3 separate regions of the Mus musculus genome follow, and regions 1 and 2 are each linked to region 3. Evidence: chromatin contacts called from public HiChIP or PLAC-seq and promoter capture Hi-C data. All regions are on one chromosome and are shown on one strand. The core of a region is the stretch at or near the end of the contact, and the rest is flanking DNA. Distances in the headings are between cores, read along the strand shown. Region 1 has its middle 9.5 kb from the start of Slc12a8. Region 2 overlaps Snx4 (sorting nexin 4). Region 3 holds the start of Muc13 (mucin 13, epithelial transmembrane).

Region 1 (4,683 bases), core at 1,551-4,050, 290 kb after region 3:
AGGTTTACAGGAAATCACTAGAGTGCTGACTCATTCCTTGTCCACAGCCACTCACAGAGAATGGAATTAACATCAAATATAATTAGCCCCAGGGCTAGCCACTACATTTCCCCCTTTCTGTCCAATTAAAAGACTATTTTATCTTAGATATAACTGAACATAACTATTATTATTTTGTAATTTATAAAGTACAAGAGACCTAACACCCAGTCCATCATCTTTGTTAATTAAATAGAACCTCTGACATCTATCCTAACTTAAAAGACTATAGTTCTGCACCTGGCTGTCTTCGCTTTAGATTGAATGCCATCTGAAAACCATCCCCTCAAACCTGTTCCTCTCCAAGTAAAAAGCCTGGGTTGCCTAGGAGACTATGTAGTTTTTCAACTCCATTAGAAATCCAAGAATGACTGGTATCAACTGAAAATATATAGAAAGCCTAACACACCTTCCAAAATTTAGCCAATTTATAGAGACCACTGGTCACTTGGACAGTCCCTTACTTCAACGCGTTAGAGCATCGGTGTTCAGCCTACTGGCCAGGGTCATCTGACAGACTTAGAGAAACAGGAATATTAAGGACTAGCCTATTCTGTCTCGGCAGAATCAAGCCGTCCTAACCTGTAATTGTGTCCTTTCTTTGGACAGTATTATGCCTATAGATGAATGAGGCAATTCTTGCCTAGTGGCTGTTTCGACACAACTAGAGTAACTCAAAGATGTTCAGCTTCTTCTTTGAATCCAAGACAGAGAAAACTGTCAGGAGCAGACTAGTCACAACAACAAGTGACTAAATAACATTAAATGTCACATTCTGTGGACTTCTGACGTTTTTGAAAAACACTATCTATGTAATCTAGACTGTTCTCTGTTAACTACTCTCAGCCATTCTAATTAAAATAACTGAAAACCCCCTAACAATAAACTCAGAGCCATGAATTTCATATTTGGCCCTTAACTCACAGGCTTAAACATCTCAGATCTGTTTATAATAACAGCAATAGAAGGACTGGATCCAAGCCCTGTACTTCAAAATTTTTAGTATCAAAACCAACCTATAATAACCACTCCCAGTCCCAAAGCTTAGGGAACTGGGACGACAACTCTTCTAACTTCTTCAAGCTGAATATGGGCGTTGAGATAATTTGAAGGGAGGGGAAAGGGTAGGGAAATAGGGAATTTGGTTGGCCTTAAGAAGGCCACACCAATGACTATATTAGTCTCTGATGTCTGTGTCCTGACTGGATCTAGATGAAAATCTAAGACATCAGGAGTTCAGGCAGGTCAGCTTGGCATGTCTGACGATGAAATTCACCAAGGCTGTATTGTATATTTTATAATGTATAAATCTGAAAACAAAATTTTAGCATCATCAAAATAACCTTTTTGTTTGATTCTCTGGAATCTAGTTCTTTAGAGGGTCTTCCTCTATCAAATCTGATCCATATAACTCTGGAATGTGTAAATACCTCGATCACCTTTTCCAAAAACACAAAGACAGAACCTTTTCCCCAAATCAGCATATCCTTCAGCCAGTAACCAGGAAAACATGTAGCTTGCCCTCTGTCCCAGAGGAACAATAAAACAACCACATTACTCAAAATCACACACATTTTAGCCTACTTAGGCCTTTCTAATTCGTCATGTCAGGATATTACCCCATAATTCCTGTGGAGCACATGTTAGACAGAATATGAGTCTCCTGCAGACTTTATTATACCATCTTTAAAACAATTGATTCACACTTCTATTTTCCTCTCCTTTCCTTTCCCCCTCTCCTCTTTCCTTTCCTTTTCCCCTCTTCTCTTTCCTTTCCTTTTCCCCTCTCCTCTTCCCTTTCCTTTTCCCCTCTCCTCTTCCCTTTCCTTTTCCCCTCTCCCCTTCCCTTTCCTTTTCCCCTCTCCCCCTCCCCTCCCTTCCCCTCCCCTCCCCTCTCCCCTCCCCTCCCCTCCCCTTCCCTCTCCTCTCCTTTCCTTTCTTTTCCTTTCCATACCTGCTTCTAAGAGGCAGCTTGACAAACCAGGATTTAAACCCAAAATTCACATGGAGCCCACGTTAGACAGAATATGAGTATACTTTAAGAATTATTAGAGCAGTATATCTTTATACCATCTTTAAAGCAATTAATTCAAACTTCCACTAATATCTGCCTATAGGAAGCAGATAGCTTATAATTAATAAGCTCTCTGCCTGGAGCAGCCATCCTGTCTGCCGTGCTCTCTACCTGGAGCCACAGACATTTACTAATTAATACCTGTTCAGAGCAGGCCATTATCACTGCTGTCTCTACTTGGAGTCAGTAACTAATATTCCCTATTTATCTCAGGTTAGTTGAATTCAAATCAATAATGTTGGGTGCCATTTTGTTCCAGTAAAACTCTCCATCCCAAATATGCCCTGGCAATGAAAAAACAACACAATCAATATGAATACGTGCTGTGCACCTAGATTGGGCAGATCTACCACTACACTATCATCTTCCACATCTATGAGACCCCTTAAAACTTGCGGTTTCTCCAGGCTATGTGCTCCACTTTTCTTCTTCTTCCACCTCCTCTGTGTCCTCTCCCTCTTCCTTTTTCTCCTTCTTTCCTCTCTCACTTTCCCTTTCCCCCTCTCCTCTCCTTTCTTTTTCCCCTTTCTCTGCCCAATCACCATCTCTTCTTTATTTTACAAATTAAGGTGGGAAGCAGGTTTACAGGAAATCACCTGAGTGCTGACTCATTCCTTGACCACAGCCACTTACAAGAGAATGGAATTAACACCAAATATAATTAGCCCCAGGGCTAGCCGCAACAAGCCTTCCTCAGGGAGGGTGGTACCAGGCAGCAGACAACTGTAGGACTAAGGTAAGGGGCACAGCCAGTCCGGACTCAGCTGAGAAACTTCGGAAAGGCTTCCATCTAGAGCAAGGACTAGAGTCGACAAGTGTGGGTATGCAGAAACTGGCAGTAACCCAGATAAGTCTGGGTTGGCCTGGGCTATGGTTGTGGTAAAGGGAAGGAGGATTTCAAAGGATTAAAGTAGCATTCACAAGACTGCCCCCACTATAAGCTGACATTCTGACTGATTATAGGATACAAAGCACATTGAACCAAATCCAGCATGGAGCAAAGTTGTTTCTACCTAGGAGCCAGGGGGTTTGCTTCTTCCTTTGTCCCCTTGCATCTGGGAAAGGGCCGGGGCCAATGGACCATAGATGGAGGCCTGGCCCTCCTGCTCTCACCTCTCTCTATTCTAATGATGTTCTGCTCAGCTGGAGCATGGTTTGACCTGGCCTGACGCTCTGTCCCTTTTCACACCAAGGTTTGGGAAACAGGCCCAACATGTTTTAAGAAGAGCCTTACTTTCCCAGTAACCTCTGAATCTTTGTTTTCTCTCTGTGAAGTTCAGGCTGGCCTTGAACTCAAAATCACTAGCAGCAGCAGCATCAAGAATGCTGGGATTACAGGTATATTCCACATCTAGCTGACTCTAGCATGTCCTTTGGGGAATCCTGTTTAGAAGCTTGCATCACGAAGCTTGCATCACGTGCTGAATTCTAGCATTTTTTTCCTACCTAATCATGGCCTCATCGAAATGCCACTTTGGATGAATTCAAACAGCACCTTTAATACCTTCTCTACCATGCAAAATGTGTACTCACCACTTACACACCGGTGTTTATGGGAGGCAGCTTGAGTGAGGCTATGAACTAAACACCTCTGAGAAGCTTACAAATTAACCCATGGGTCCCTGATCTTCGCTCAGGGAGAGGTTAATAGTTGCATTTTTTTTTTTCTTTTGAACTACCATTACTTAAAAACACACAAATAACCTTAATGAGGCAGGGCATCCTATAGCTTACCTCAGCTCTTTAGCATGTTCCTGGGACATGTAGGGCGGAGCCACAAGATGAAAACAAAGGAGTAGCAAGGGTGGGGTGGGAGTTAAATGATGAATCAACTTAAAAATTAGAAAAAAGAAAAAAAATCCACTTCCAAACAGATGTGAGAAATTTCAGATGTCCACTCTTATTTACTTATTCCCCTACTTTTATAGTCTTTCTGCTTGTTTCTTCTATGTTGCTACAAGAAGCAAGTTGGGGAGGAAAGGGTTTACTCAGCTTACACTTCCACACTGCTGTTCATCACCAAAGGAAGTCAGGACTGGAACTCAAGTAGGTCAGGAAGCAGGAGCTGATGCAGAGGGCATGGAGGGGAGTTACTGGCTTGCTTTTTGGTCATGATGTTTTATAGGTAACAGGATAGTGGGATATTCCTGTGACAACTTGACTATGTTTTGGGGAGAACTGTGGAAGGAACAGTGCAGAAGATGGAGGCTTGGCTTGTGAAATTTCAGAGGGAAGATTGAAGACTCTTACCAAGGCCATTGCTGTTTTGATTGTGAAGATTCTGTGTTTCTGGTTAGCTGTGGCTGAAGAATCAGCTGTGATTAACAAGATACCAGAACTACTAAAGCAAAAACTTTGCTGGGACTATTGATGCTGGTTAGCTGGAGCTAAGAAATTAGCGGTGATTAAGAAGAGACCAGCATCACTGACGTGAAATCTTCTGGGAAGTGTTTTATGAGAGCTCAAAGAGGCTATGTCCAGAGATAGCCAAGGTTGTACCTTGTGTTGCAGCAGGACCTGGTAATGTATAAGAGTCACCTAGGTGGTACTGGTTTTGAAGGCATGAAGTG
Region 2 (4,539 bases), core at 894-3,393, 510 kb after region 3:
ATAGGCACGAGGCACACAGGCGGTACACATGTACATACACAGCAAAACACCCCAATATAAAATAAATTAAAAAGTATTAAAGATGATTTAAGTAACCAAGATAGGAAAGTCATACACATATATATCCATATACTCCTGAGTTTGGTACTGAGGACGGAGCCCAGGGCCTCAGACAACTAGACAACTGTCCTACCCCTGAGCTACACCTCCAGCCTTTACGCTAACCACTGAAACACTCCTCTTGCCAAAGTCTTCATATATTATAAAATAATAAAGTAAAAGAAAGAGAAAGTATCCAATTCTATTAGGTAGCAGTTTCTAGTGACTCTCCCCAGACAATCAACAGAGAAAGTAAAAGGCCTTGTGCCCCTCCAGTCAGGAATCTCACCCAGTATACAGAATTTCCTCCCCACTTTTTTGTTTACAGATGCCTTTAAAATAAAAATATTTATTTGAAAAGTGAAAGCTGTTGCTTCAGGACATCATTGAATACTGTTCTGTCAGGCACAATAAAACATGGCTGTAAATCTCAACACTTCGAGTCAGAGATAGGGGAATTGTTTTAAGCCTGAGATAAGCCTGAGCTACAATATAAGAGGTTCCAGGCCAGCCATAGCTACAGGGTTCTCAAAGCATCAGGAGTCTAGGGAAATGTAAGCCCAAGGACCAGAGTGTGGACAGCTAGCACACATTCACTATGACAGCCTGTCTGTGACCCCAGCACTTGGGAGGGAGGAAAAGAGGATTCCCAGTGAAAGCTGGCTAGCTAGACTAATCCAAACCGGTGTGCTCTAGATTACGTAAGAGAACCTCCCTCAATGATGAGGTAGAGAGTGATCAGAAGATATCCAGTGGGAACCTCTGGCTTCTACACACGTGCACACCTCTCAACATGTGCACACCTCCCAACATGTGCACCCGACCACACAAAGTTAGATATATATTCTAACAACTCATACACTATAAAAGCTTTAAAATACTTTTTTTAAGCCAAAAAGCTAATTGGAGCTAAATGTTTATACTCATATGATACTTACCTAAAAACTCTCCCATAATTCCCATGTACTTTATATACACCATAGAGTCGATCTGCTACTCTCTGAAATATTTAACAGAAATTAGTATTAGGTTGAAATCATATATAGATTACTTTTTTAAAAAATTCATATTCATTTTGAGATGAAGAAAATCATGCTTAGTATAATAAACCAAGAAAATAATCTCCAAGAGCCCATCAAACACAAATACACCATGTATTTACTTGGTGTTCCCAGTACTTTTTATCAGTTGCTAATTACCCCTTCTACAGTTCTGATAGCAAGAGAAGCAGGAGTCTGCCCAGCATGTTAGCACTAGCTTTAGCAACACATCCAACAGCTGTATTAAATCAGAGTCTTAAGTTCTTGTAGCTGGAGCTAAAATGCAGATAACCTTTCTGAAGGGGAAGAGGAGACAATGGAAAAGAAAATGTGACGTGCCATTAGATGGCGGACACACACAGTTTTTTCTCCTCTAAGTCTCCCAACATATTTCAGAGATTCTGAGACTTAAAACTCCTAGCTGAGCCTGGTGGCACACACCTCTAATTCCAGCATTAGAGGGGCAGAGGCAAGTGCATCTCTGTGAGTTCAAAGACAGCCTAGTTACTCTACAGACTGAGCCCTAGGCCAGCTTAGTCTCCATAGTGAGACCCTGCCTCAAAAAAAAAAAAGACTCCTGATAGAAATGGTTTCCAAAGGAGCTGTGCATGATCCTCTCCTGCCGCCCTCTCCGATTGAGCTGCAAATATTACCATATTTACAAACAATTATAAAATACTTATATGATGTCAATAACTATAATTTACATCTTTAAAATGCTAGCAGAGTAAACTTGTGTTTTTAGAATACTAGCAAGGTTATATTAAAATGTGATTCCATCTGGAGAAGAAGCAAGAGAGTGCAATAGGAAACAGAAATATGCTAAACAAGTATGAGTTCAGTTGTTTCTTGAAAAGATTTATTTATATGTATGTGTTCTGCCTATATGTATGTCTGTGCACCACATGTATATTCTGCATACACATATGTATATACTGCACAGTATAGAAGAGGAACTAGAGTTACACATGGTTATGAGCCACTGTCTGGTTGCTGGTAACCTACTGGGTCTTCCACAACAGCAACAAGTGCTCCTGCCCTGAGTCATCTCCCCAGCCCGGAGTGCAGCTGTTATGTAGAGCTGTGAGACTACATCAGAGTACTCCAAATCTTTACATTGTATCTTTAGGAGATAAGGGCATGTTCTCCCTCACTTGATGTGCCAACCAGGGTGACTCAGCAAGTGTCAGTTTTCTTCCCATCTTTTGTCCAGATATATCTGCAGGTGGCTAAGAGCATGGGCTCTTAAGGCAGGCTCACAGTCTCATTCTGGATCCCTGTATTTGTCTACTGAGCAGTACTAGAGTTTATTAACTTCATTGTGTTTCATATTATATAAAATGAGAATAAAAGGACCTTCCACAAAGGACAGTGCACAAACAATGGTCAAGAAAAAGTTTTGATTCCTTTGTGTTAGCTTACAAAATAAAAATGACCTTATAGGGCTTTAATCAGTACAAGGCATTCATCCATGTAAGAAGCGTTAGCACCCACAATGTGATGGGCAAGTACCACTCTCCTTTTTAGAAAATAAATCCTAGAAGGTTCCAGTATTTGCCTGGTGTGAACAGCAAAGACCAGTTTCAACCCTTCTTGGCTCTCAGGCCACCTGCTCTGCCTAAGGAGCTCTGCTCGACTTAAGTACTTAACTCATACCCAGCAGTCCTAAAAGAACTTTCCCCAACACAAAAGGTGACACTTCTATTTTTCCTTTCATTTCTTTCTTCCTTTTTCCCCTCTGTGTACCCTGGCTATCTTGGAACTCACTCTGTAGACTAGGCTAGCCTCAAATTCATAAAGATCCACCTGCCTCTGCCTCCCAAGCGCTGAAATTAAAGGTGTGCACCACCACCAACCTTAAACATCTGAGCCAGTGCTTCTCAGCCTTCCTGATGCTGTGACGCTTTAATACAGTTCCCCATGTGGTGGTGACCTCCAACAATAAAATTATCGTTGCTGTTACTTTATAACTGTATTTTGCTACTGTTATGAAGTGCAATGTTTTGGAGACAGAGGTTTGGCAAAGGGGTCCACTGATCTGAGCCATCTTCTACAGCTGACACTAGCTTTAGGAAAAGGCAAGTCCCAGGGGCTTTCTGTATGGTTTCAAGCCTATGTTCGTGTGGGCCTTTAGCCTTCCATCCCTATGTCTTGTCCTGCTGTTACTCTCCATGTCTCATGCCCTTCCTCCTAATTTCAGAACTGTTCCAAAAACCAAGTTAATCAGAAGATATCACATGGTCCCACTGATATTGTCAGAACTTCACAATAACTCATACTTAATGTGTGGAATTTCAAAGTCATGAAAGATCTAGAAATTTCAGCTCATCAACTTAAAATCCTTTCTAATATTCAGTTCTTGCTTCCAACTAGTAAGATAATAGTCACTCCAGTGTGACTTTCTTTACTTAGCATTTTACAGTATATTAAGGAATCTATTATGGTTTGACAGTTTCTGTTATGGCTTAGTGTGTTAGAATCTTGGTTTTCAATAAAGTGTGTGAGGCCTCATAAGAAGAAGATCACTAGGGACAATAACTCTGAAAGGACTTAATTATTATGGGACCCCAGCAAATGCACACTGAGAATGGACTGTTAAAAAACTGAGCAAGGGGGCCCTCTCCCCGGGCTCTGGCTTCCTGGGATCTTTAACATGCTCACACCATGATGTGATTTGTCATGTTGGTGGGCTCTTTTATATTCAATATATTCCATCTCAGGAGGATTTCAGTCAACATGTGATATGACCCCAGCCCTGGTGAACCTGTCTCAGGTTCTGAGAAGATCGGATGACAAGCTTCCAGGCACTCTATTTACTGAAAAATACTTTTCCCCACTTGCATTACAATGCATGTCCAAGCACAGTGCTTGCTCCTTAACCCTTTTGTCATTGCAGACTAGTACCTTATGTAAGATTATTTGGAATTAAAAAAAAAGATTTATTTATTATTATACATAAGTACACTGTAGCTGTCTTCAGATGCACCAGAAGAGAGCATCGGATTCCATTACAGATGGTTGTGAGCCACCATGTGGTTGCTGGGATTTGAATTCAGGACCTTCGGAAGAGCAGTCAGTGCTCTTAACTGCTAAGCCATCTCTCCAGCCCCTATTATGTGGAATTTATTCCATGGAGTACGCAATGGGGAAGGAGACGCAGGAAGATAGTTAAGCCTGGGCTGTACAGCAAGACCCTGTCTTATTAAAGGACACAGATATAAGATGTCCTAATAGCCACAAATTATCCCACAAAGCTTAAAAAAACAAAACCAAAAACAAACAAACCCTCAAAGACTCATGGCCAGCTAGGCTACCCAGATGGTGAGCTTTAGGTTCAATGAGAGACACTGAGGAATTTACTCTACTCTAAGGAGTCTAATACAACATCCTTCACTATTTA
Region 3 (4,342 bases), core at 533-3,032:
TATGACATTTCTGGGTGAGACAGGTGGAAGGTGTATAAGATCCACCTCCTGTCCTCAACTGCTGAGACCGACATGGAACATACGCAAGCAAGAGCAAACACAAATGTTTAAATATTGGATCCGATGGCAGATACAGTGCTGTGAGCCTAAGCTTCCTGCTGTGGGCTGTCTCCTCTGTTATTACGGAAGGAGAAACCACAGCTAGTAACCGACTACACTGTATTTGGATCCCTGCCTACCAAGCTCTGAAGTGTGGAGCCTGCTCCTGTACCCTGCTGGGGGAATTCTCTGGCCCAAGTCTCCTTTCTACACCTCTAAGGTACCTTGAGATCCATGACTACGAATTCTCTAACCTCTAGCCATTTCCCCAAGCCTTCCCAGCAAAGGATTCCCTTCTCAGTACCCTTATGTCTTACAGAAGGCATTTCTTCTTCATGGTGACTCCAGAAAATCACGTAGATCTTATCAGTTCTAATTGGGACCTGAAGACTTGGCCACAGCACCCAGGCTTGGCAGAGGAGATCTGGTGAGGCCTACCCTCCTCTTAGGACAGCTCTTCTCCCCCAATCTTAAAAGCAGATCAAAAAAAAAATATTGGTCCAGGGAATAAAGAAAGAAGTTTGCTTATGGATAGTATTAAATATCCATTAATGATATTTTTAGGGTATGAAAGGATATGAATATAAAAGTTGAACACATTTTTAATGTTATTTGATTCTCAAAATACTCAATATTATTAATGTGTTTGATGTATAAAATGCATTTAAATAATAAAAAAATTAAGAAGAAAAAAAAGAAAGAAAGAAAAGAAGCCTGCTGCCAAGGCTGGCCGGCTGTGTTCAATCTCACTCAGGGGGTGGGAGGAGAGAAACCACTTTCTGGGAGTTGTCCGATGTCCTCCACATGTATGGTAATTAAATGTAGTAAGAGGTTTCAAAAGCTCCTATCTTGCCATGTATGTTGGCTCATACCTATAACCCAGCACTCCAAGGCAGTTGGATCAGAAGTTCATCTACTGTATGGAGAGTTCAGTTTAACCTTGGTAGCACGAGATTCCATCCCCCAAACAAAGCAAGTCAAGTGGTCCTTTACATTGAACTCAATTTCTCTTCCCCCTTCCACTGCCTCCAATGCCTTATTCCTTTCTTGCATTTGACGTCTAGATCTGGATTTCTCTCAGAATGGGGTGGGGTGGGGGACAAATTCCTTACCTACTCAAACCCAGATAAACTCTCCCTAGTCCAGAAGAAGAACACCTGTAGGGGCTCTAACCCCCACTGGGATTGCTCTTTTTGGCCAGAGATCCCCAGTTTCAAGTGTTGGTGAAAACAGACATATCCCCGACCCCTCCAGGTCTGACTCTCTGATGATCACAGGAACAGATCTAGATCCAGCTTGCTAACCTCATCCTTGCACGACTGAGTCATCTTTATCCAACTTCAGACAAACCTCTGCCCTGCTGTGTCCCAATGTCAGCCATAGACTTCTTTTGCCTCTGCTGTCTTGGGGGTCACAGATGAAAATGTCAGCATCTCCGAGCTGAGCTAGTCAAGAAATGGCCCCAAGTCAAGACTAGCAGCCACTTTAAAAAGTTGTAGGATCAAGCCTGCTGTTTCTGTTTCAGAGACTACGATACCAATTCAACTTATCAAGTTACAGAAGCAACCACAAAATAACAAAAAAGGAGTTTCTTACCCACGGTCACCAAAAGGAGACTGAGAGAGAGAAGCAGGAAGCCTTTCATGGTAGCTGCTCTTGCTTGATAATCCAAGGAGGAAATGTGTCCTCTCCTTCGCTGCCTGGAGTTTTAACTGTCTTTCAAGTCCGAAGTCCACTCATTAACTGATAGAGGCAAAGGCAATTCGTGGTCAGGATCTGGTCTCTGGTCGTACAGCATGGGCTGCTTCCAACCTCAGAGTCAGGTCACTTGAGCCCAGCTTCAGGTTGATATCCTTGACTCAAAGTCCAGGACAACTGTAGAAGTCTGAGTTCTCTTTAGAAATCCTTGCAAGGTCAAAGGTGAGTGTATTCAGCTAATCTCTCTATATCTTGGGAATGGTAGACCTATCGCCTCCCCAGAGCCTACTACTGTCTCTCTAAACACTCAGTAATCTAGCCGAGAACGATGATTGCCTTACCTCTGACCCCTTCTTATTTTGTGTGTGCACACCACAGTGCTCATGTAGCTGCCAGAGGATGGTGGGAAGGGTTGATTCTTGACCCTTCACCATGTGGGATCATGGGATGGAATTCAGGTCATCAGGCTTAGTGGCAGATGCCTTTAACTCTGAGTCATCTTCTGGGCCCTCCCCTCCCCAACTCCCCACCATTTGACTGCAAAGAATTCTATTTTCTCTACCTGCTGTTCCAAGAATACCTGAAAAGTCCTTTCATGTTTTCTCCAACTATTTATGACTTGACTTGTGTCATCTTTTGCTGTGGACTCCCACACTGGGCTTTTCCTAATGGTCACTTCTAGAAACTTCTAGAGCTAACGTTTCCAAGCTTCCCTCCATCTCACATATCACTTTAACTGGACATAGACCCCAGTTGTCATGCTCCTATTAGAAGCAGGCTTGAAGGTTATTGACGGTAGGCTCCCTTTCCCATAACCACCTTGGCCCACCGTCTGTCGTGGGTCCAATTTTAACAGAGGCCAATTTGAAATTCCACAAGCAAAGAGAAAACTTGGGAAGCAGAAGAGACAGACAGATCTCTGTGAGTTCAAGGCCAGCCTACTCTACAGAGAGAGTTCCAGGCCGGCCAGGGTTGCCTAGTTAAGACTGTCTTTAAAAAACAAAACAAAACAATAAAATCAAACAAACAGCAACAGAACAATCACCATGTGAATGGCATCATAGTCACTTTTTAAAAGCATTCCTTCCTCTCTATTAAAAAAAAGGGAAGGGAAGAAGGGAGGTGGGGGTGACAGCTTTGTTGAGGCCCACAAAGAGAAGGAAGGCTGCTTCCTCCTGGCAAAGCAGGCCCATTGTTACTGGTCGATCATTCTGCGCTCAGCTCTGCCTTCTGTCCACGGCCCTGGGTAGAGACAGGGCTTTCTAGAGAAGAAACAAGGCATACCAGCGCCCCTTCTCCTAAGACTTTCTCCAGAGGGGCTTGTCAGTCACCGAAGCAGGACACTGATCTCAGAAGAGCTGTCTGTCTGAAAACTTAGGGGAATAGAGTGAAGTCCTCCTCAATGGGAGTTGGCACAAAGGGTCCTTTAGTCATTATCCCCTGTCACCTGGGGGTTCAATGTGTGCTCACGCATCACTGCCTCAACCCTTTGTTCTCCCACCCTAGAGCTCCCACCATCTCAGGAGCCAGCTCTGTCACCTGATAAGGCTTGCTTAATCCAGTCCTTTCCTGAGATCCAGCCCCACCCAGAGGAAGATACACCAACCATCCCCACGTCCTTTAACCTGACCCTTAACTCTGTTCTCAATCTAAAAATCATATTAATGCTCAGAAGCTCCTATTGTCCCCAGGGTCTCCACTCAAGACTACGATAGGGGGCTGAAGACACGGCTTAGAGGTTAAAAGTACTTCCTGGTTTTGCAGATGACAGGTGTTCTGCTTTCAACGCGCCGGCCAGGTGGCTCCCAACTGATCCTGTAACTCAGGTTCCAGGGGAATCCACACCTCTGGCAGGCATGTACACACAGTCTTAAAGATAATAAAAATTAATATTAAAAAATAAGAGGACTATGATAAAGAGGCTGGGAGAGGGGTGTGAGTGTAGTCAGCACCCGGTCAAGACCCCGGCATCCATGTTAAAAGATGGACACAGTGGTGTGGGTTTAACCCCAGTGTGGGTGATCCTGGAGCTTACCAGGGCTACTAAGGACTGGCCGGCTTGGCCACAAAGGTGGGCCACCCCAGAACCCCTAACCCTCTCTGCCAGCACTGTCTAGGACTTCTGGAGCCACACTGGCTTGGGCACAGAGGCACACCATTAGGTAGTAGTTTCTCAATCTAGTTTTAGTTTACATCTCCTGATGACAAAGGATGTTGAAAATTATTTCATGTGCTTATTTTAGGCGTTTGTGTCTCCCTCTCTAAGTTATCTGTTCAAATCATTTGTGTATTTTATTTATTTGCGTGCACACACACACACACACACACACACACTTGAGATAGGATCTCATCTTACCCAGGCTGTCCTGGAATTAATTGTCTGTGTTGACTGAGGATGGCCTTGACCTTCTGACCTTCCAACCTCTATCTCCCAGGTGCCAGGAGCACAGACAGGTATCATTCTGCCACCGCGTCTGGTTCATCAGTGTCTAGCACTGAACCCAGGGTCTCATGTGTGCTAGCCAAGTGCTCCACCAACTCAGCT

Evidence for each region. Promoter capture Hi-C pulls out the DNA fragments that hold promoters and counts their contacts. HiChIP or PLAC-seq counts read pairs in DNA pulled down with a chosen protein or histone mark.
Region 1: a contact with region 3 is called in a promoter capture Hi-C map of embryonic stem cells, with 4 times the contacts expected there. The contact joins the enhancer-like site here to the promoter of Muc13 in region 3. A contact is called at or near these places in 17 of 39 promoter capture datasets (the 3T3-L1 cell line, 3T3-L1-derived adipocytes, the C10 cell line and 9 more), 1 of 15 datasets of contacts at CTCF or cohesin (large pre-B cells) and 4 of 9 other capture datasets (adipose tissue, liver, macrophages and 1 more).
Region 2: a contact with region 3 is called in an H3K27ac HiChIP or PLAC-seq map of T-cell acute lymphoblastic leukemia, with 4 times the contacts expected there. The contact joins the enhancer-like site here to the promoter of Muc13 in region 3. A contact is called at or near these places in 13 of 39 promoter capture datasets (the 3T3-L1 cell line, the C10 cell line, the HPC-7 cell line and 8 more), 2 of 115 datasets of contacts at active chromatin or transcription factors (T-cell acute lymphoblastic leukemia and large pre-B cells) and 3 of 9 other capture datasets (adipose tissue, macrophages and pancreatic islet).

Annotation. Positions count from the first base shown.
Region 1 is chr16:33,506,363-33,511,045 of GRCm38.p6, reverse strand. No RefSeq gene overlaps it. Among named protein-coding and RNA genes, the nearest start is that of Slc12a8, 9.5 kb to the left of the region's middle. Within about 2 kb of position 2,800, at least 5 of the 459 cell types and tissues checked have an H3K27ac peak or open chromatin away from gene starts, as enhancers often do. A contact at or near this core is called in embryonic stem cells, where this site is marked.
Region 2 is chr16:33,280,970-33,285,508 of GRCm38.p6, reverse strand. It overlaps Snx4 (sorting nexin 4), which reads right to left. Exons shown (of 14, transcript NM_080557.2): 8 at 1,038-1,099. Among named protein-coding and RNA genes, the nearest start is that of Snx4, 32 kb to the right of the region's middle. Within about 2 kb of position 2,143, at least 14 of the 459 cell types and tissues checked have an H3K27ac peak or open chromatin away from gene starts, as enhancers often do. A contact at or near this core is called in T-cell acute lymphoblastic leukemia, where this site is marked.
Region 3 is chr16:33,791,929-33,796,270 of GRCm38.p6, reverse strand. Muc13 (mucin 13, epithelial transmembrane) reads right to left here and starts at 1,782. Exons shown (of 12, transcript NM_001382834.1): 1 at 1,696-1,782. The coding sequence starts at 1,744. It overlaps Gm15658 (a long non-coding RNA gene), which reads left to right and starts at 132. Exons shown (of 3, transcript XR_003951910.1): 1 at 132-526; 2 at 1,625-2,019.